Regions from separate parts of the Mus musculus genome. Here all the other regions are linked to region 1. The links are chromatin contacts, called in public HiChIP or PLAC-seq and Micro-C maps. All regions are on one chromosome and are shown on one strand. The core of a region is the stretch at or near the end of the contact, and the rest is flanking DNA. Distances in the headings are between cores, read along the strand shown.

Region 1 (3,705 bases), core at 638-3,137:
CTCAGGATGATATTTTCTAGTTCTATCCATTTGCCTAAGAATTTCACGAATTCATTGTTTTGGAGTTTTTGTTTGTTTGTTTGGTTGGTTGGTTGGTTTTTTGTTTTTGTTTTTTTGTTTTTTTGAGGCGGTTTCTCTGTGTAGCCCTGGTTGACCTGGAACTCAGAAATCTGCCTGCCTCTGCCTCCCAAATGATGGGATTAAAGGCGTGCACCACCAGTGCCCGGTGAATTCATTGTTTTTAATAGCTGAGTAGTACTCCATTGTGTAAATGTACCACATTTTCTGTATCCATTCCTCTGTTGAGAACATCTGGGTTCTTTCCAGCTCCTGGCTATTATAAATAAGGCTGCTATGAACATAGTGGAGCATGTGTCCTTATTGCATGTTGGATCATCTTCTGGGTATATGACCAGGAGTGGTATAGCTGGGTCCTCAGGTAGTACTATGTCCAATTTTCTGAGGAACTGCCAAACTGATTTCCAGAGTGGTTGTACAAACTTGCAATTCCACCAGCAATGGAGGAGTGTTCCTCTTTCTCCACACCCTCACCAGCATCTGCTGTCACCTGAGGTTTTGATCTTATCCATTCTGACTGGTGTAAGGTGGAATCTCAGGGTTGTTTTGATTTGCATTTCCCTGATGATTAAGGATGTTGAACATTTCTTTAGGTGCTTCTCAGCCATTCGGTATTCCTCAGTTGTCATTACTACTTTGGCTTGGCTTTGCTTTCCTCCTCCTCCTCCTCTTTGGTCAGGCAAGTGTTCTTATTGGTGGAAGTTTCTCAGCTTGGCTAAGAAACTTCAGTTCTTTGGTTTAGGTCATCAGCCCTTTCAGGGAATCCCTACACTTGACTTAATTCTGTATCTGATGCCCACAATGTACATTACCGTGTGCACAAGAGAGGTTCCAAACGTCTTAGGAGATTCTCTGCCACCTGAGTCCTGAGATAGGGATTCTGGCCTACACTGGCCCAGCTTTTAGGTTCTGATTCAGAAAATGACCAGATAGGTTACTTCTTCCCAATGGGCTGTGCTGGGATACTAGTGAAGCGTCCTCGCTGGGAGCCAGCTGGAATTAGGACTTGAGCACCTGTTCATCAGAAAAAAAAAAAATGCATTAACCTCATACTGAAGATCTTCACCTACTATTCTGAGTTCACTCCCACAGGAACGTAGAAGGAACGGAAAAGGCATTCCACAAAGGCAGGAGGTGGAAAGCAGTGAGGGAAGTCTCCAGGAACGGTCTGGTGTCCCTGGGTCGGGATACAGATCTGTGGAGAGGGTGGCTGCTCTGGAGCACCAGAGTGTGTATAGTCCTGGGTTTCCACAATCCTGAAGCCTGCCATTCCAGCCACCACCCTTTAAAGAAGAGGATGCTGCCAGGTCTATTTTGGAGTGGGCAGGGGTGGCTGTGAGCTACCATAGAGGGGACCTGCCAGGAGTGCAGCCCACTACTAAGGTTGCTCGTCCTGACGCGAAGCAAGGAGGTGGGACCAATTAACAGCCTCGCAGAGTTATGTTCCCTACCCACCACCCTTCCTTAAAGTCCCATGAGCCATCTGCTATGGGCTAGTATAATATAGGGCTTAGTAGTTATGAAAATAGATGCCAGTTCTTTTGCCGCCTCTGTGCCCGCAGCCCCAAATCAGAAGCTAGGCACTGCTAAGATGCAAGAGGAACTCCAGATAGATCTGAGCTCATCAAGAAAACCCAAGACTCGGCGCACGCTGGGACTTGTAGTCGGGAGAGGCAAGCCTCCCGGATGCACGCTGGGCCTTGTAGTCTGTTGGGCGGGCTCGCCCCTCACCTGGCCAGGGCGGGTGCCGCAGGGCCAATGGGAGCCGTGCCGGCCAGGCCTGTTCCGCCCCGCGCCTACGGACGTTTGTGCCGGGACATGGCCGCTGCGGATGCCGGGTCCTTGAGCTGAGCGCTTGCTGCCGGAGCCAACCTCTGCCGTCAACCGTCCGCGCGGGCTGGGCCCAGGCGCCGGGACGGCCAAGATCCGCCGAGGAAGCTGAGGCAGCTATAGAACGCCGCCGCGGCGGGCGCATGGCGTCCATCTTGCTCAGGAGCTGCCGGGGCCGGGGGCCTGCCCGCCTCGCGCCACCTCGGGCCGCCTCCCCGCGGGGTAAGCTGGTGCTGCGCAAACGACCTGTTGTGGGCGACCGGGAGCCAGCGCGGGACGCCCCCTTCCGTGCCCCGAGGCAGCGCGGCAATGACAAGCACCGGGCCGCTCTGAGCCGCTTGTGCTGGACAGCTTCCTGTGACCTTAGTTGCCCAGGTCGCCGCAGGTCACTGCTGCCGACCGAGGCGCTGAGAAAGTTCCTTAGGGCCGTGGCTTCCCTGCCGCTCCCCTCGAAGATGAATCGAGCCCTGTCCTGCCCTTTGGCCAGTTCAGGCTTGGAAGCCAGAACTCTGGGACAAGGAGATTGGGTTGTGGTTGATGCCAGCTTAGTGGGCCACTCCCTGGGGTGGGGTGGCTGATGACCGTGCTTTCCAAGGAAACTTATATGTGTCCTATTTGTAAGGTTGAAACAGCCTGTGAGAGTGGGACCCAAGACCTTATGGTTTCTTGGTAGAAGTACAGTTCTTGTCACCTTAACAGTATTGGAGAGTCGGGTATGGTGTGGAGCCAGGCATGGGGGCACACACCTTTACCCCCAGCACCCTGGAAACAGAGGCATGTGAATCTCTGAACTCCAGACCATTTAAAATTTCAGGCCAGGCAGGGCACAAGATCCAGTCTTAAAAACAAACAGCAAAACCAGTTAGGATGCGTGGAAAGAGCAGAGTGTCCCTGGGTTTGGTGTGGTTTTTCAAGCTGTCTCTGCTATAAGCGCTGTCTACCTGTTGACTTGTTCAGGATACCATAATGTACTTCTGCCTTTTCTTATTTCTCTGGCATGTTTATGGCTTTCAAATTAGTTGATATTGTGTGTGTGTGTTATTATTCCAGGCACAAGAATGTTTTCTTTAGTTAACCCAGTTCCCTTGGAACAAAAATGCTGCTTCCCTGACAGTGGTTAGACTCCTGTCAGCTGGTTAGATGTGGAACAATAGAGCATTACTGGGTAGCAAGCCCCTGCTCTCCCTGTAATGATGTGCCCAGAGCCAACAGGCACAGGATGGACATCCTGACTTTTTAGTCTTAGAGGATAAATTGAGGCCAACTTTGTATCAAAGTGTTCTTTATTCTTGAGTACTTACCTTCTTCTTCACTTTTGTGTGACATACTTTATTCTGATTTTCTCGTTATATTTTTCCATGGCACCACATTACATTTGTCCTTTTGGCTCTTCAAGTTGTAACCGTTTCTCAGGTTATGTTTGCTTTCCATGACCTTGACAGTTTTGAGGAGTGCTTAGGTCAGGTGTGTTGTAAGATTTCTCTTTTGGTGTTCTGCTGATGGGTTCCTGGAGAGGTTTTAAGTGTGCCTTGCTCATCTCATGAAGCCAAGGCCCCACAGCTACTCTTGTTGATGTTGAGTTGACCTGGTTCCCCAGCGGAAGTGTGCTTGCCAAGTGTCCACCCTGAAGATCCTTTCCTTTCCCCTTTCTGTGCTGTTCTTGGTGAGAGGAAGACACTTGGTATGTGGAAGCGGGATTGAATGATCCTGGGGTGTGTGGGAGAGCATCCAGTCTAGAGGCTACCATGCCATATTGTAAACCTGTTAGGACTAGTCAAGGCTCAGGTAGGCAAAAGA
Region 2 (3,705 bases), core at 692-3,191, 510 kb before region 1:
CCAGTGCAGCCATCCTGAATCCTCAGTAAACAGGTCAAGGATGGTAGCCAGAAAGCTGGTTCCTGTTGCATGTCCAGAATTACCTCTGCACACATCTCTCTCTCTTTTTTAAAGATTTATATGTAAGTACACTGTAGCTGACTTCAGACACACCAGAAGAGGGCATCAGATCTCATTACGGGTGGTTGTGAGCCACCATGTGGTTGTTGGGTTTTGAACTCAGAACCTTCAAAAGAGTAGTCAGTGCTCTTACCCGCTGAGCCATCTCACCAGCCCTGCACACATCTCTTGAATGTGAACAAATCTGTCATGCTGGGATCTTTCTGCCTATAGTTAAGCCTGATCCTGATATACCTACCTCCTTGGGCTCAGCCTTTATCTTGGGCACAACTTCCAATATGAAGCATAGAAACAGCTTCTGCACAGTAATAGCCCCAGGCTTTGGAGTTGGCCAAGGGTGAACAGACACCAGATAATTTATTAATCTACTTACTACTGGACATGAATTCATGTGTCTGCTCAACGTCTTCACTTGGAGAAGATGATGGCTTTGGGAAGAGCTGCTTTTAGTTTTCTTTTAAAATTTTTTTACTTATTTTTATGTGCGTGTATATATGGGTGCATATGTAAGTGTGTGCACTTCCATGGGGCGGCCAGAAAATGACCGTAGTGTAGCCCTGGCTGTCCTGGAACTCACTTTGTAGACCAGGATGGCCTCAAACTCAGAAATCTGCCTGCCTCTGCCTCCCAAGTGCTGGGATTAAAGGCGTGCGCCGCCACGCCCAGCTCCACCTTGTGTTTTGGGCAGAGTTTCCCATTATTGTGGTGCTCACCAACTAGGCAATAGGCTACATTGACTAGTGAACCCCGTGGGTCCATCTTCTTAGCCTCTGAAGTGCAGCGATTGTAAATGTCATAATGCCTGGCCTTTTTTACAAAAATATATTTATTTCTTATGTTTATGTGTATTTGCCTGCATGTATGTATGTGCATCACATGCATGCAGGGCCCATGAAGTCCAGAAGAGGGGTTTGATTATTTGGAGGTGGAGTTACAGAAAGTTGTGAGCAGCCATGGAGGTGCTGGTGACTGAATCTGGGGCCTTGCCAAGAGCACCCACTGCTCTTAATCACCGTGCTATCTCTCCAGTCCATGCCTAGGGTTTTTGTTTTTGTTTTTGTTTTTCCAGTGAGTTCTGGCATGCTGAACCTTCTTCCACTAATTAGGCAAACACGTCACTGATTGAGCTATCTTCCCAGCCCCACAAGCAGTTTTTATGACTGAGAGAGTATACAGTTGTGGACATGTTGACTCTAAGGTGATCTGTTAGTTGTACAAATAGTGAAGAACAGGCAAACATCTGAATTCAAGCATTTAGGCTGGAGGGAAAAAATGTTTTTAAAACCACGTAGCTGCCTGGAACTACATAGAAATGGGTGGAGAGCAGCTTCCAAGGAGTAAGAAGGGAGCTACAAAGCAGGTCCAGGGCTGAGGGGCTAAGGGAAGATGCAGGAACTGCTAGGGTACACACACTGTATTAAGAGGTAGTCATCTGGGTCACCTGTTAACAGAGAGAGAGAGAGAGGGAGAGAGGGAGAGAGGGAGAGAGGGAGGGAGGGAGGGAGGGAGGGAGGGAGGGAGAGGGAGGGAGAGAGAGAGATTGATTGGAGGTGGTGGAAAACACCCTACTTTTATTTTTGGAGGTGGGAAGAAAAGCGCAAAGGTAGCTCGCTAAGGCCAGAAAATAGGCAAAGATTGGAGAACTGGAGAAAACGAGTTAGGGAGAAGAGGATGGGCTGTGCCTGGCTCCCTGTGGCGGCCCCTCACCTTAACCTGCCTGCCTACCTGCGGGCCTCTTGGCCTTCCTTGGCTTTAACCTCGTAGTCTGTCCAGGCGCCGCGGGCGGGAGCGTTCACTGGCCAGCTCCGGTACCCGCAGATCGCCTAGGCATCGTTTGGGCGCCGTCACCTAGCAACGCCGCGCAGGCCCTGCCCGCGGTGGGCGCCGGGACCTGTAGTCCTGAGCCTCCCTCCCTTGGTGCGCGTCCCGGGTGGGGTACGGCGTGGCGTTGGGCGGGGATTGGCGGCCTCGCCGGGCTCGCCCCATCCACCACTTGCAGCGGGCCGGGGGCGTGCGGCGCCTCCGGCGCATGTGCGGTCGTGACCGGCGGAGGCGCTGGGTGCTCTTAAGCCGTGAAGCACCGCGCGCCCTGTGCCCGCGCCTTTCCGCGCGCCCGCCCGCTCGCGGGTTTGGGTCGGCCGCGCGCCGCTTGCTGAGCATCCTTCCGGCCGCGCACCTGCCCCGCGCACCTGCAGCCAGCTGCTCGGCGCTAGGCGCCGCGCACACGATCTGCTTGCTCAAGCAGGTCCCGGCCCTGCCTGCGTGTCCACCCCGCGCCGCAGCCGGACCCGGGCGCAGCGCTGCAGAGGGCGAGGGCCGCCCGGAGCGTGGCTCGGGCCGGCGCGGCGATGATGAACAGATTCCGAAAGTGGCTGTACAAACCCAAGGTGAGCGGCTCCAGCTGCGGACCATGTCCCGGCGTCGCGCTTTCCCCCCTCCAGATCCCTTATCCTGCAGGTCCCTCCTTGATAGATAGACCTCGTTTCCTTGGCCCTGTATGAATTTCTTTCTCCAGTTCATGGGATGCCCTTTCCCTGCATTCCGCGACTTGGACAGACCATGTACCTGGCGCGCATTGACTGCTCTTTTCCAGTACCAGACGGGGCTCTTTCTTTCGGGCCTGGGTGTACTGTCATGTTTCTCCTCGTCTGGATACTAGATGGGCTGGCTCCAGCTCGCACCCAGCGGTCCCAGCCTGCGTGCTCAGAGCCCCTACTTCTCTTGGTTCCCTCTAGCCTCACCGCTGATGCTCCTTCATCTTTTCGCAACACAATTATTCTGTCCTAGGATAGTGGGTCTCCCACCCTCCCTTCGCACTTGGGAACCGACCGTTTCATTCCCCTTTCTCCAACCTTAGGCTTTGGTCAGACTCTTTCTTCCCGTATCTTAGAGGTCCCTCACGCCGCGGTCTGGTCCTCTATCCCAAAACGGAGTAATTGGATCTTGGTCCAGTTCTCATCTCTATCCTGTTCCGGTAGCCGCCTGCACCCTTTTGGATCTCCGACCAGTCCTCTGCCCAGTCGCGGGGTGAGGCTCGTGGAGCTTGAAGCTTCAGTGGGCCGGAGGTGCGATTCACCAGCCAGTTCGGGTCCAGGCGGCGCGCCCCGGCAGCCGTGCCAGTCGCACTGCGGGCGCTGCGTCCCGCTGCCTGCCTGGGGCTGGCAGCCCGGAGCCGGACCCGGTGCGCTCTGTTCGCAGCTGGGCGATGCAAAGCTAGGATCCAGCGAAGATCCAGGACGCAGCTGCGGCGTCCAAAGCTGCGTGTTGGGGGTTGGCGGAGTCTGGGGACGCCAACGCTGGAGGTCTTCAGAGGGTCACGACCTGGGTGGGGTCACTGCAAAGACTAAGGGCGGGAGCAGTGCAGCGGCTGCGTGCTGGTATCTCCGAAGTCAGAGGCCTCCTTCTCTTTGGCCCACCCAAGGAACTGACCGCTCTCCCGCCGTGACTAGCCACATTTCTTGATTTAGGGTTTCTGTCCCAGACTCTGTGAATGGTCTCTCGGAGTGGGGCGAGTATTCTGGAGAGACAGCTGGTCTGTTTGGAAGACTGGCATTTGAGGTTTAGGGGACTTTCAGGGATCTGAAT
Region 3 (3,705 bases), core at 670-3,169, 450 kb after region 1:
TGCACAGAGATCCACAGAATCGTTTTCGTCAGAGCTGTGCAATAGCTTTGGAATGCAGAGTGCATTCCTGGTCACCAGAGGACGGACTGGAGGAACCCTGACCATCCATTTCACTGCCTAATGCGTTCAGTAAGCCAGAGAGGGAGGGAGCTCTGAAACCTTTCCTGTCTGTGGGTCCCAAATTCACCAGCCAGAACAAATAGCCACGTTCTCCCAAAGCAACCTCATTGCAACAGGTCTGGAAGTCCTGGCGAGGCCCAGACGTCAGTGGTTACAGGTCTAGTGATAGAAGGCCCCAAGTATGACCACTGTTAAGAGTCAGGGTTTCCATCTGTCAATCAACAGAAATCCAAGAGTGCCAGGAAACTACAGGATTGGTAAGAGTCACCTGTAATCCCAGCACTCGGATTCATGGCCTACAGAAGCCTGCCTCAAAAAAAAAAAAAAAAAAAAAAAAAAAGAAAAGAAAAGAAAAGAAAAGAAAAGAAAGAAAGAAAACAAGGCCTGAGGATGTAGCTCAGTAGCAGAGCATTGGCCTAGCACGTACAAGACCGAGGTCTGTCACAAGTACCTCCTACTCCCCCAAGCCATACATTTTGAACATCTGACAAAAAAGACTGGTGGTGTTTGCTCCCTTCCTTAGTCAAATAAAGCACAGGATACAAAACATTGATCAAATATGGCTGCTCACCAACTATAGAAGAAGGCCAGCTGGGCCTTGCTTCTGCCCTCCTGTGAAGACAAACTACTCCAGAGCAGTCAGATGTCACAGGGACAATGACAAGAGATGCCTTCCAGGGAATGCCAAGACTTCCATGTGCAATATAAGCTCGCTCACTTCACCCTCGGGGAGGAAAACAAGTGCTCCCTAGGGCTTACATCAGACAAGGGAACACCAGCAGAAGTCAGGTGCCTCCCATACAATCTGGGTCTCCCTAAGCACAGAAAAAGCGGTCTCGCCTAGAACCTGTAGTCTTCAACCTTAGCTAAACGACCCACCCACCCACCACCAAACAACCACTGGGTCACCAAAGAGATGGATGAGGTGCCAAGAGCTCCAGAAGAAAAGCTGCCCAGACCTCAGCCAAGGAATGTAGAACACGAAGGCTCTGCCGGCCTTCCTTGGAACCAAAGAATTTTTTTCTTCCTCTTAAGGCTTTTCTTCCCAGGTACTTCACCGCAGTCCATCCGGTACCATCAAGCCCTCTAGCAACTGAAGCCTCCCAGTCTTCCGGCGGGGATGAACGTTTGTCCTAAAGGAACGCACTGGCGCAGCGACCACCCAAGGTCACGCCCCGGAAACCAAGGGCAGGAGCTGCGCTGGAGTTCTGGGGACGCCCAGCGAGGCGGGGTGCCACCGGGTCGCCAGTGCTCCCCACTGGCCCCCTAATTAGCACCAGAGGCATGCCCGCCACGCCCCAGGCCGAGCTTCCGGAAGGACGCCCCGGGGCCGCCGCGACCCACCTCCGCGTCCAGGGCCCCTGGTTCTTTAGTGCCCGCCGCCCCGGCCGTGGCCTCGCTGCCCGCACTCGCACGGCCCGCAGCCTCTCGGCTTTGAAGGCTGGGTGGGAGGCAGGGCTCAGGCCCCGCCGCCCGGGCCTCGGAAGCCCTCTGACTCTGTCGCCCCGCACCACCTAGGTCACAGTACACCGAGAGGTCCCCCTTGGCCCCATCGGGAGGCCCCGGCCCGTGCCCATCGCGCTGGAGAGCCGCAGCCCCACCGCCCCCGACCCCGCCCCCGGCCGTGCAGTCCCTCCAGAAGCGACTCCGGCAGCGACCCAGCCCCTGCACCACCACGACCCCTCCCAAGATGCGGTGGCGACCCTAGCCGCGCCTAGAACGCACCTTGAGGGTCGGGTACTCCTGCACCTTCAGGGTCATGGACAGCTGGGCCGCCGACTCCTGCACCGCCATCTTGGGCCGGCCGAGCGGAGGAGGCGGGTACGGGGCACGCCGGATAGTGACGTGCTACGTACGGGAGCAGGCGGAGCGGCTATGAGTCTGCACCAATCGTGTCACCGGGCCGCCCGAGCGGAAGAAGGCCAGAGCCAATCATCTTTCACGGGCTCGACCAATCGCCGGCAGCTCTAGAGAGCGGCTTCCTCATTGAATTGTCCGCTGGCGTAGGCCGCAGATGCGGATTTAGTAGAGCGGGGATCCCGACGCCATGGACGTTCGGAGGGTTGGGGCTGAGACGACTCACGTTGTGGTCGCACCCCCCCCCCACACACACACCTCCGAAGTCGCCTCCCGTAGTGGTCACAGGCCCTGCCTCAGCGCTCGGTGGCCGTTATCTCTGAATGGTCACTTAGGGGTGCGGTTTTTGCCATCCGGGAACTACTTTCCTTCATCTCCATTTTCGCCGATTAACAGCTCTGGCGTCCAAGAGCGGGCTTCCCAATAAAAGATAAAGAATGTTTACAATAGAATAAGACAGGGAGGGGCTATCGAGCAGCTGTGCTTTCCTGCCAGTAATAACATAAGGAACACTTGGGAACTGCATTTGTGAAAAAGCGATGAATCCTTGATTTGGGGTCCAAAAGGCGTCTGAAGGTGTCCAGTCCCTGACCTAAACTTGTAGTCAAGTTGAATTCCTGGAGCAATAGTAATGATCAGTTAACATCTTTCTGATAAACTAAGCAACGTGGATCTTCCAGGGCTCCTGAGTGAAAGCAATTATCTGTGATGTAGGCTTCACCCTACAGCACATGTCACAAGACCTGAGAATCAGTCTGTTCCCTAAGGCAATGAGGACTTCTTTAAACCACCTGAAAAACAGAATTGAAGTAACTATCAACCAGACCACACCTTGACTGAGATTGCTTAATTATCATGCCTTTTACCTACATTCTAATTCTTCTATTTTGAACTCAATTTGGCCATTTGTTGGTAGCCAGACAATAAACTTGAGGGTCACTAAAACCCTTTATCTGAACTGAATGGCTTTTTTTTTTTTTTTTTTTTTTTTTTTTTTTTTTTTTTGGTGAATTGAACCTACCTCACGTTTGCATGATTTCTGCAGAAGCCAGAAGAGAGCGTTAGATCCCCCAGGAACTAGAGTTACAGATTGTTGTGAGACAAGCACATGGGTGCTGAGTACTAAACTTGAGTTCTCTACAAGACCAGCATGTGCTCTTAACCCATGAGCCATCTCTCCAGCCCTCCTCGCCTGCTTTTAAAATTAAAAATGGAATTACATTTCATTCCTTAGGAAATGACTTCTACATTAAGTTGTCTTTTGTATTTTACAGAACTGGATCTTTGTTTTGTTTTTCCTTGAGACTCTATCTTGGAACTCTATGTAGACCAGGCTAGCCTCGAACTCAACAGAGATTCTCTTGTTTCACAGATCTTCTGTGCCCCTTCTCAGATGATACCATCTCCCATGCAGGTTCCATGCCTCCCTCCCCCTAGTCTTTAGTCTTATAGAGTTAGATGATGAAGAAATCAGTGACTGTGAGTCCTCCAGTCCACATTTGCACAGTGGCATTACATATTCCCCTCTGTAGCCATTCTGTCTGACTCTCTTACATGGTCACATTTAAGTCCAGGGCTGTAATATATGATGTTGGCCCCCTTAGAGGCCAACTTTGTGGCTTCCTGGATTCAAAACTAACCCAAAGAGAGAAACATATATTCTTCTCTGATGCTGTCAGTGAAAGAGCCTAGTGGGGAAACCCCCACTCAACTCCCGATTTGGCGTGC
Region 4 (3,705 bases), core at 333-2,832, 400 kb after region 1:
GGGTAAGAACACTGACCACTCTTCTGAGGTTCTGAGTTCAAATCTCTGCCACCACATGGCGGATCACAACCATCTGTTATAAGATCTGACGTCCTCTTCTGGTGTCTGAAGACAACTACAGTGTACTTATGTATAAAAATAAATGAATCTTTTAAAAAAATATTGGGTTCTATGATGGTACATGCCTATGACCCCAAAGGAACACTTAAGTGGAAGCAGGAAGATCAGAAATTCACAGCCAGCCTTAGCTACATAGTAAAGAGGTTAACCTGGGCTACATGAGAATCTGTCAGAGAGAGAGAGAGAGAGAGAGAGAGAGAGAGAGAGAGAAGAAGAAGAAGAAGAAGGAGGAGGAGGAGGAGGAGGAGGAGGAGGAGGAGGAGGAGGGAGAGGAGGAGGAGAAGGAGAAATAATAATAATAATAATAATAATAATAATAATGATGATGATGATGATAATAATAGGTAGCTCAGTGGTACAGTTTGCTTGGGGACAGCATGCTTGGGGCTCCTGAGCATCCCTGGGGGTGGGGCGGGGGTGGGGAGGCCAGAGCCACTGACCCAATCATGAACTCTTTACTCCAACGGAAAAGAAGAGGATCTACTTTTACTGACATAGTGTGATAGCTTTATACCTTACAGAAATCGTCAGAGGCACCAAGTTCAGAGTTTGCGCGACATTCTGGACCCAGGTACACCAGGATTACAGCCCCAGAAATCCTTTAGTGGTTCCTGAGACAAGGCCTTACTATGTAGCCCAAGCTGCGGGGAACTCATGCTACTCCCAACTCTACCTCACAACAGGCAAATGCCACCATGCCCTGGTGATCAGATAATTCCTTCCTAGGTAGTGAATGCAGGAGGTGGCAGAGGTGTACAAGAGGGCAGAGGGTCCACAATCTCCACGGTGTGGGTGCTCAGGGGACATTGGCACATTTAGCCTCAATACATACTTGCAAATTTTCTTCAGTTCCTTCATTTTCTGAGCATTGAGTTGGGATTCTCCTGAAGTTGTGAGCTCCTCTATCAACTGTGAAAGTTTCTGATCCATATCTAGAAACAAGGGACGCGGAGATGCTGAGTTAACATACAATAAATACTTCACGGTCTTAGTTTTAAGTTTATGGGGGACTCCAAATACTGGGGATTACGGCAAAGGCCCTAGGGTGTCTCTGTAGGTTGTCTCCCAGGCGAAGAAGGCTAGCCACCACATTCCCACGGAAGGCCATCAAGCCCTTCGGTGATAATTAGCTAAGGTTTTAAAGATGAGACTAACTCCGGCAGTCTTCGGTCAGCTGTGTGGGTGACGTTACCGCGGGCTAAGGGGAAATGTCACTAAATTTTAAGCAAACTGGCCGCACAAGAAACTCGCTCTCTGCAAGCGACAGTCTCTGGACAACTGCGGGGGCGACTGATCCGACCCTGCGGGCCGAGAATCTGACCAGCCACGACCCTCAGTCCGCCGCACTCGCTGCCTCAGGAGACGTAGTACCAGCGTCCCTCAGCCCCGGTGACACGGCCCGCAGGATGCAGCAGCTTGTTTCGCCCACCCCTTCCGGTGTAGACAGAGCTCTCTCTGTTACAGGCCCCAGAGAGCAGCGGGCACACACTCGCGAAGACCCGCGGCGCAGGAGCGGAAGTCACCGCGACGCGCCCGCTCTGGTCCAGTCCCTTTCAGATGAGGCAGCCACCCGTCTCCGTCATTTGCCTGGAGCGGCTCCACAGCGCAGGCGCGAGGACGCGGCAACGCGGTGACGCAACGCTCCTCCAGGGGGCGGGGCAGATCGAGAAGAACTAAGCGCGAGAAAAAGGAGGCGGGAGGGCCCGGCAAGTTCTTAAAGGGGCGGTGGCTTTGGGTCAGGAGTATGAGACTGAGGTGCAGAAAGAAGTTTTGATCTGGGGATCAGTTCTCTGGCCACCAGGAGGCTCGCGGCCTATGTACAGCCTCTGTATATCTGCTAAGAAAGCTCAGAAGGGAATCTGGGCGCAAGTCCGGTTGGGAAGGGTCGGCCCGCCTCCCTGACCGGGTCAGTTGTCCACCCCAGGACAGGCTATGGTGGGAGGCACCGTTGCAAGGCTGCCCTGGGGTAGTGGTGGTTGCACTGATTGGATGTTTTAAAATGTCAGTTCAGTCTCAACGTAGATGATTGTAGAAGATATGTCAGCTCTCGGCTAGAGCTGCTTGCTCCCTTCCTACAGCTTCACAGTGTTCAGGACTCTGGCCTCTACCAACCTCACGCTGCTTCAGCCCAACTCTTGAACGCACAGACCCCGGATACTGCCGCCTTAGCCGGCTCACAACTCGCTCTGCCTTTCCGCTGTCAGCTCCTGCTTCGCTTAGCAAAGGAGAAGCATACACCGGTCTCCCTGTGTATCCGGTTTGGGGTTCGGGTCTGCACCCATAGAGCGGGCATTCAGCCAGTTTGTGTGTCCTGCAGGACGGTCTTGAGCTTCTGGACTAGACTGTTAAAAGCATGGTGTGCCTACTGTCCCACCCACTTACCTACCCTTCCCTGAATCCGGGTCAGTGAACAAAGTCAACTGGACTCCCCCGACACGTCCGTCCCCTCCCCCCCCCTCCCCCGTTCATTTGTGTTGTGTTCAATATGTGAGGATCTGGCAACTCAACTTGTGATGTTTGGAATCTGAGCTCTTCCCACCACCTCTTGGCAGGTCCCAGTCCTCATACACTCGTGAGATTGATCGTGGACTGTAGTTTCTCATTTTACATGCACAGATTGCCCCCACCCATCCCACCCCCAAAATTTAAAGAGAATGAAATGTCTTTAAGATATTATTACATTTTTTTTTATTGGGGGGTTAGAAGGTGGGACCCTCCCTAGTATGATCAGGACAATTTCTGAGAGGTGGTTCTCTCCACCATGTGGGTTCCACTACTCAAACGGAAGTTGCCAGGCTTAGCAGCTGTGTGATCTCAGGAGTTGGAAAATGTCTTTTAAAGAAGTACAAGAAAAGGTTGTGTCAAGCCAGGCTTGTACATATGTGCGGCGGGGCGGGGGGGGGTGGGGGGGGTCCGTCAAAAGTTGAGCTTGCTGCAGACAGGAGCAAGAAGTGGCCTGCCAGCACTTCTCAGGGAGTCCTGGGAAGGAAACGAGAGCAGATCCAGACTCTGAGCAACTCAAGAACTGTAAACAATAAAGCTGATGAAAGGATTGCAAATCTCTTTTATAAGCCACAGTTCAATAGATTTTGAAGTTCAATATTGAGGAAAAAATTATGACAACAGCTACTCAAGTGATATGGAGGGAGGAAATGGTAATATATGTTCCAAGAGTTGTATTCTTACATAAATCGGTATACTACTTGAAGGTATATTGTGATAAACAGTCACATAGTATATGATGTCATTTCAGTTGATGTCAAACCAAATTCGACACCTAATGATATAGCAGATGTTTAAGTACATACTATGGTCACATAACGATGTAACTGCCTAATGACCCATTTCTCAGAACATACCACTATCATCAACAGAACCCCTAAAGTAAAAAAATTAATTAGATGCAACAGGGCAGAGAATGGCTTACTGACAGCATTTACACAGCTTGTGTGAGGCCCTAGATTTGATCCTGCAGAAAAGTGGGTCATCACTCCTAAGATTGCAAAGACAGGCCAGGTGTGGTGGCACATGCCTTTGATCCCAGCATTCAGGAGGCAGAGGCAGGTAGATCTCTGTGAGTTTGAG
Region 5 (3,705 bases), core at 565-3,064, 350 kb after region 1:
TGAGAAGAGGAAGGGAGCAAAGACCAAGATGGGGGCGGGAAGAAGATAATTACCTCACTGTGATGAGAGATTACCCACCCTCCTTCCCCAGAGGTGATTTATAATTTAAAGATAAAGAATAATCAGGTCCTGGCAAGGAAGGACACAGTGTTGTGGGTCTGATTAGAATCTCAGGATGGACCAGCGCGGTGAGGGTGGGAGGGGGCAGGGAAGAAACTGAGGGGAGGAGAGCCCTGCCCCCCTCCTTCTGCCTCCTGTCCCAGCCTCCCAGAGGCTCAGCATGTCCGAGCTTGGCCCAAATTACAGGCGATCGGTCCCCCATTATTTCTCCTAACTTTTAATTTCTGCTTCCGAAGGATCATTGCCCGCGGTAATTGCAAAGGACCGTCCTTGTGCAGAGCAGGCTCTCGGGACCGTAGTGGGAGGAGGAATGCATACCCGCTGGAGCACACGTCGTAGGCGCACACACTCACACTCTGGGCACGCCAGTTCCATCGCCGGGTCCCACCTGGGTCCTTCAGAGGCGGGTCAGCTCATTGGCCTGAGCGAGAGGAGGAGGAAAACTAGGAAGCGAAGCATCGGCTACCTGACCCTCATCCTCCAAAGCCGGGCTCGACCTTCCGAGGTCGTCCGCCGAGACTGTCCTGTAAATCTCCAGACTGGACAAGACGGTGCACAAACGCTCAGGCCTCAAACGGCCCTTCTGATTTGTTAGGGATGGGGAAGAGGACAGTTTCCGTATTATTTCTGGAAGAAACACATATTTTCCCGTTACATGAAGGGTATCGATCTTTATGTAGGCCACCTGCTATTTGTGCGATTTTTCGGTCACCCTTTGGGGGGGGGGCGGGGACTAGGACGGCCGTCTAGCCCTACTCATTTCGATTCCACTTCTAATGAGCGTCACTCGCGGGCGCCAGCCCCGCCTCTTGCGGGGGATTTCGAGTCGTCCCTAATTTGATCCAGCCAAGGGGGCGGGAGTCAAAGCCAGTGAGGATGGAGGGACAGAGATTCTGACCAGATTGCTCCAGACGCGGAAAAACAGCAATCGAGGGCAGCGGAAACCGAAACTCTGGGAACACGCCCCACAAGGGGCTGAAGACCCTGGAGAGACTCAGAACCCGCAAGAACCCCTCTCTCCCTTTCCGTCCTAGCAGCGGAAGGCGCGAGAGCCCCTGGTGCCAGGATAGCCCAGAACCCCGCGTGCCACGGCAGCAGGAGAGACCTGCCTTAGCGGTACCCTGAGCTGGGATGTCCAGGCCAACTCGGGGCGCGTGGGTTCCCACGTCCTGGGGCCTCTGCAGCCCTCCACAGCCAACTGATCCCGCAATTATTTAAAAGGCGACTGTCTCCTCCCCCTTCGCCAAGGAGGCGGGCACGCAGTTTCCAGCCCCGCGGAGGCGCAGCGGCACGGTGCTGAGCACCCCAGCCTCCAGTGGACTGTGCTCTGGCTCCGGGCAGGGCGTCTGTCTGTCCGTCTCTGCGGCTCAGTCCGTGAGTCCCGTACCGGGCCCGCCTACTCCGCTTGGGACCGTTCGCAGCCAATTAGGCGTGAGCGCTAACGAGGGAAGCGGAACCCTGCGGCCGCCTGCGGGCGCACGTGTGTGCGGCGTGTGGGCGCGTGGGCGCCTCCGGCGGGGCCGCCATAAATGCACTGGCCCGGCGCGGCGGGCGCCTGAAGCGGTGGCGGAGGCAAGGCCAGGCAGCACCAGCAGAGCGGGAACAGCTGGGCTGAGGCTGATTTTGCGGGGCGCAGGGATGGGATCCCAGTAGGTAGCGGGGGCCCGAGCCGCCTGAGCGGCCCGAGGCCCGCATGAGTACCAGCGGCCCGGCGGCACCCGGGGACGTCCCCGCGCTGCCACCGCCACCGCCCGGGCCCGGCTCGGGGCCCGCACCGCCGGCTCCTGCGGCTACAGCTCGGGACACTATGGACGGACGAGCTGAGCTGCCCATCTTTCCCCGGGCTGGAGTGCCACCGCTCGCGGCCAGCGACACTGTTCCCGCGGTGCCAGAGGGGGCTGGAGCGGCCCGGCCCGCCGCGCCCCCGCGCCCCACCTCCTTCTCCGTGTTGGACATCCTAGATCCCAACAAGTTCAACAGTAGGAGACGCCGCTGCGTGCTACTGGGCCCTGTGGTGCCCGCTACGTGTGCCCCATGCGCCCCGGCCGCGTGCGTCGCGGTCCCCGCTGCCTCCGGACGTTCGCCGCGCGCAGAGCTAGAACGCCGAGCCCTCTCCGCCGCCACAGGAGTCGCAGCGGCCGCGGGAGCTGAGCCTACAAGTGAGTATAAGGGGTTGGTGATAGGGGCGAGGACACCGACTGCTCCGGAATGTTTATGCTCCCGGCGAGCTGGGCCTGACCCAAGCGCCGCCGGGCTCTGTGGAAAGTTCGCAGAGCGCGGGGTCCGCCCCAAGCATCCGTGGCCTCCTCCCGACCCGGACTCTAGGGCCCTCACTGCTGCACGCTTCTGGAAAGGTTCTGTTGGGCCAAATCTGGGGCCTTGGGGTTGCGACTACGGTCCAGGATTCATCTAGTCAATCTTTGGTGTTGGAGGGTAGTTGGTGCTGGAGGCAAAGGGACATGCGGCGACTGACTTGGTGACTTACCCACCCCCACCGTGGCCTTCCCGGCCCTCCCCCTTTGGACAAATCAGACTAATTGTGACAAAACGCTGGTTATCTCTGGAAAAACAATTAAATCCCTTCGATTACAGTTAAAGGGAAATGTGCTTAGCGGCGGAAAGCGGCCGGTAATGGGGCGGCCCGCGCCCCCTTTGCGGTCGATATCCCATTACGGCGCATGCATATCTCTTTCAAGCACCTTGCAAACTCCCCCCGAACATCTAAATTATAGGGTCAAAATTCGGATAATTACTCGATTAAAACCTATTACACTTATTAGGGGCCGCTATTGATCGCGAATTGCATTCGACCAGCTCCTGATTGCTTTTTGTGCCCCTCCCCCGTCCTCCTCTAACTTCTTGGCCCCTGCGCCTCTCATGGACCAGAACGCTCAGGGAGAACTGGACTGGGGCCGCCAGCTCTACCAACGCGGTTGCATTGACCTTCCGTTCCTAGAGAGAGGAAGGGCAGGCCATGCAGGCTGCAGTTGGACCCCTCTCTCCGCCAAGGGGTTGGTCTACGAGGAACTCGCGGCTGCCTGCTGGAGCTGTGTAGGGAGGGAGCGAGCGCTGCACAGTTGGGAGAGGGCAGCCAGGCAGGGCTGGGGCAGGGATGACTGGCTACGTGTCGCCTGAGGGAATAGTTGTCCTGCTAAGACCTGGGAGTTGAGGACAGGACACCCGCACTCTTCATGCGACCTGGGTCATTTGAGCTGGGTTATTTTCGAGTTGCGATTTTATGCTCCAGTATGTCAGCGTCAACTCGATCTGAGAGCTGAACACCGGCCCTGGGTCGGAAAACGTGGAGGCCTCCTCTGGCATTTAAAGACCACCTGTGGGTGAGGGGCATGAAAGGTCCTCAGATTCCTGCAGAGCAGACAGACAGCCTTGCAAAATTTCAGAGGCAAAATGCAGTCATGGCGGCAGCATCTCTCTGGATGCAGCGGGATTAGCGCTCATACTCCCTCCCAGGGCCCTGCTTAGAGGTTCACAATACGCTTTCCCAGCCTCCAAACTCAACCAGCCCACGGGAAGCTGGAGCCCGCTTAAGACAGAGTCGCTGGGGAGCTGGTTGGTGGGCCCCAG

Evidence for each region. A called contact is a pair of places that touch in the nucleus more often than the background predicts. HiChIP or PLAC-seq counts read pairs in DNA pulled down with a chosen protein or histone mark.
Region 2: a contact with region 1 is called in an H3K4me3 HiChIP or PLAC-seq map of pro-B cells, with 7 times the contacts expected there. The contact joins the promoter of Cfap99 here to the promoter of Letm1 in region 1. A contact is called at or near these places in 1 of 39 promoter capture datasets (liver) and 1 of 115 datasets of contacts at active chromatin or transcription factors (pro-B cells).
Region 3: a contact with region 1 is called in a FOXA1 HiChIP or PLAC-seq map of pancreatic cancer cells. The contact joins the promoter of Maea here to the promoter of Letm1 in region 1. A contact is called at or near these places in 1 of 39 promoter capture datasets (liver), 1 of 484 Hi-C or Micro-C datasets (embryonic stem cells) and 2 of 115 datasets of contacts at active chromatin or transcription factors (microglia and pancreatic cancer cells).
Region 4: a contact with region 1 is called in a Micro-C map of embryonic stem cells, with 5 times the contacts expected there. The contact joins the promoter of Uvssa here to the promoter of Letm1 in region 1. A contact is called at or near these places in 1 of 39 promoter capture datasets (liver), 6 of 484 Hi-C or Micro-C datasets (CD4 T cells, CD8 T cells, embryonic stem cells and 2 more), 3 of 115 datasets of contacts at active chromatin or transcription factors (embryonic stem cells, extraembryonic endoderm stem cells and memory CD8 T cells) and 1 of 9 other capture datasets (embryonic stem cells).
Region 5: a contact with region 1 is called in a Micro-C map of embryonic stem cells, with 2.6 times the contacts expected there. The contact joins the promoter of Nkx1-1 here to the promoter of Letm1 in region 1. A contact is called at or near these places in 1 of 484 Hi-C or Micro-C datasets (embryonic stem cells), 1 of 115 datasets of contacts at active chromatin or transcription factors (embryonic stem cells) and 1 of 9 other capture datasets (adipose tissue).

The regions. Positions count from the first base shown.
Region 1 is chr5:33,780,899-33,784,603 of GRCm38.p6, reverse strand. It overlaps Letm1 (leucine zipper-EF-hand containing transmembrane protein 1), which reads left to right and starts at 1,887. Exons shown (of 14, transcript NM_019694.2): 1 at 1,887-2,130. The coding sequence starts at 2,052.
Region 2 is chr5:34,286,901-34,290,605 of GRCm38.p6, reverse strand. It overlaps Cfap99 (cilia and flagella associated protein 99), which reads right to left and starts at 1,941. Exons shown (of 16, transcript NM_001370805.1): 1 at 1,846-1,941. Zfyve28 (zinc finger, FYVE domain containing 28) reads left to right here and starts at 2,282. Exons shown (of 13, transcript NM_001015039.1): 1 at 2,282-2,507. The coding sequence starts at 2,469.
Region 3 is chr5:33,333,786-33,337,490 of GRCm38.p6, reverse strand. Maea (macrophage erythroblast attacher) reads right to left here and starts at 1,919. Exons shown (of 9, transcript NM_021500.2): 1 at 1,846-1,919. The coding sequence starts at 1,914.
Region 4 is chr5:33,376,573-33,380,277 of GRCm38.p6, reverse strand. It overlaps Uvssa (UV stimulated scaffold protein A), which reads right to left and starts at 1,582. Exons shown (of 14, transcript NM_001081101.2): 1 at 1,276-1,582; 2 at 953-1,052. The coding sequence starts at 1,050.
Region 5 is chr5:33,432,199-33,435,903 of GRCm38.p6, reverse strand. It overlaps Nkx1-1 (NK1 homeobox 1), which reads left to right and starts at 1,814. Exons shown (of 2, transcript NM_011320.1): 1 at 1,814-2,279. The coding sequence starts at 1,814.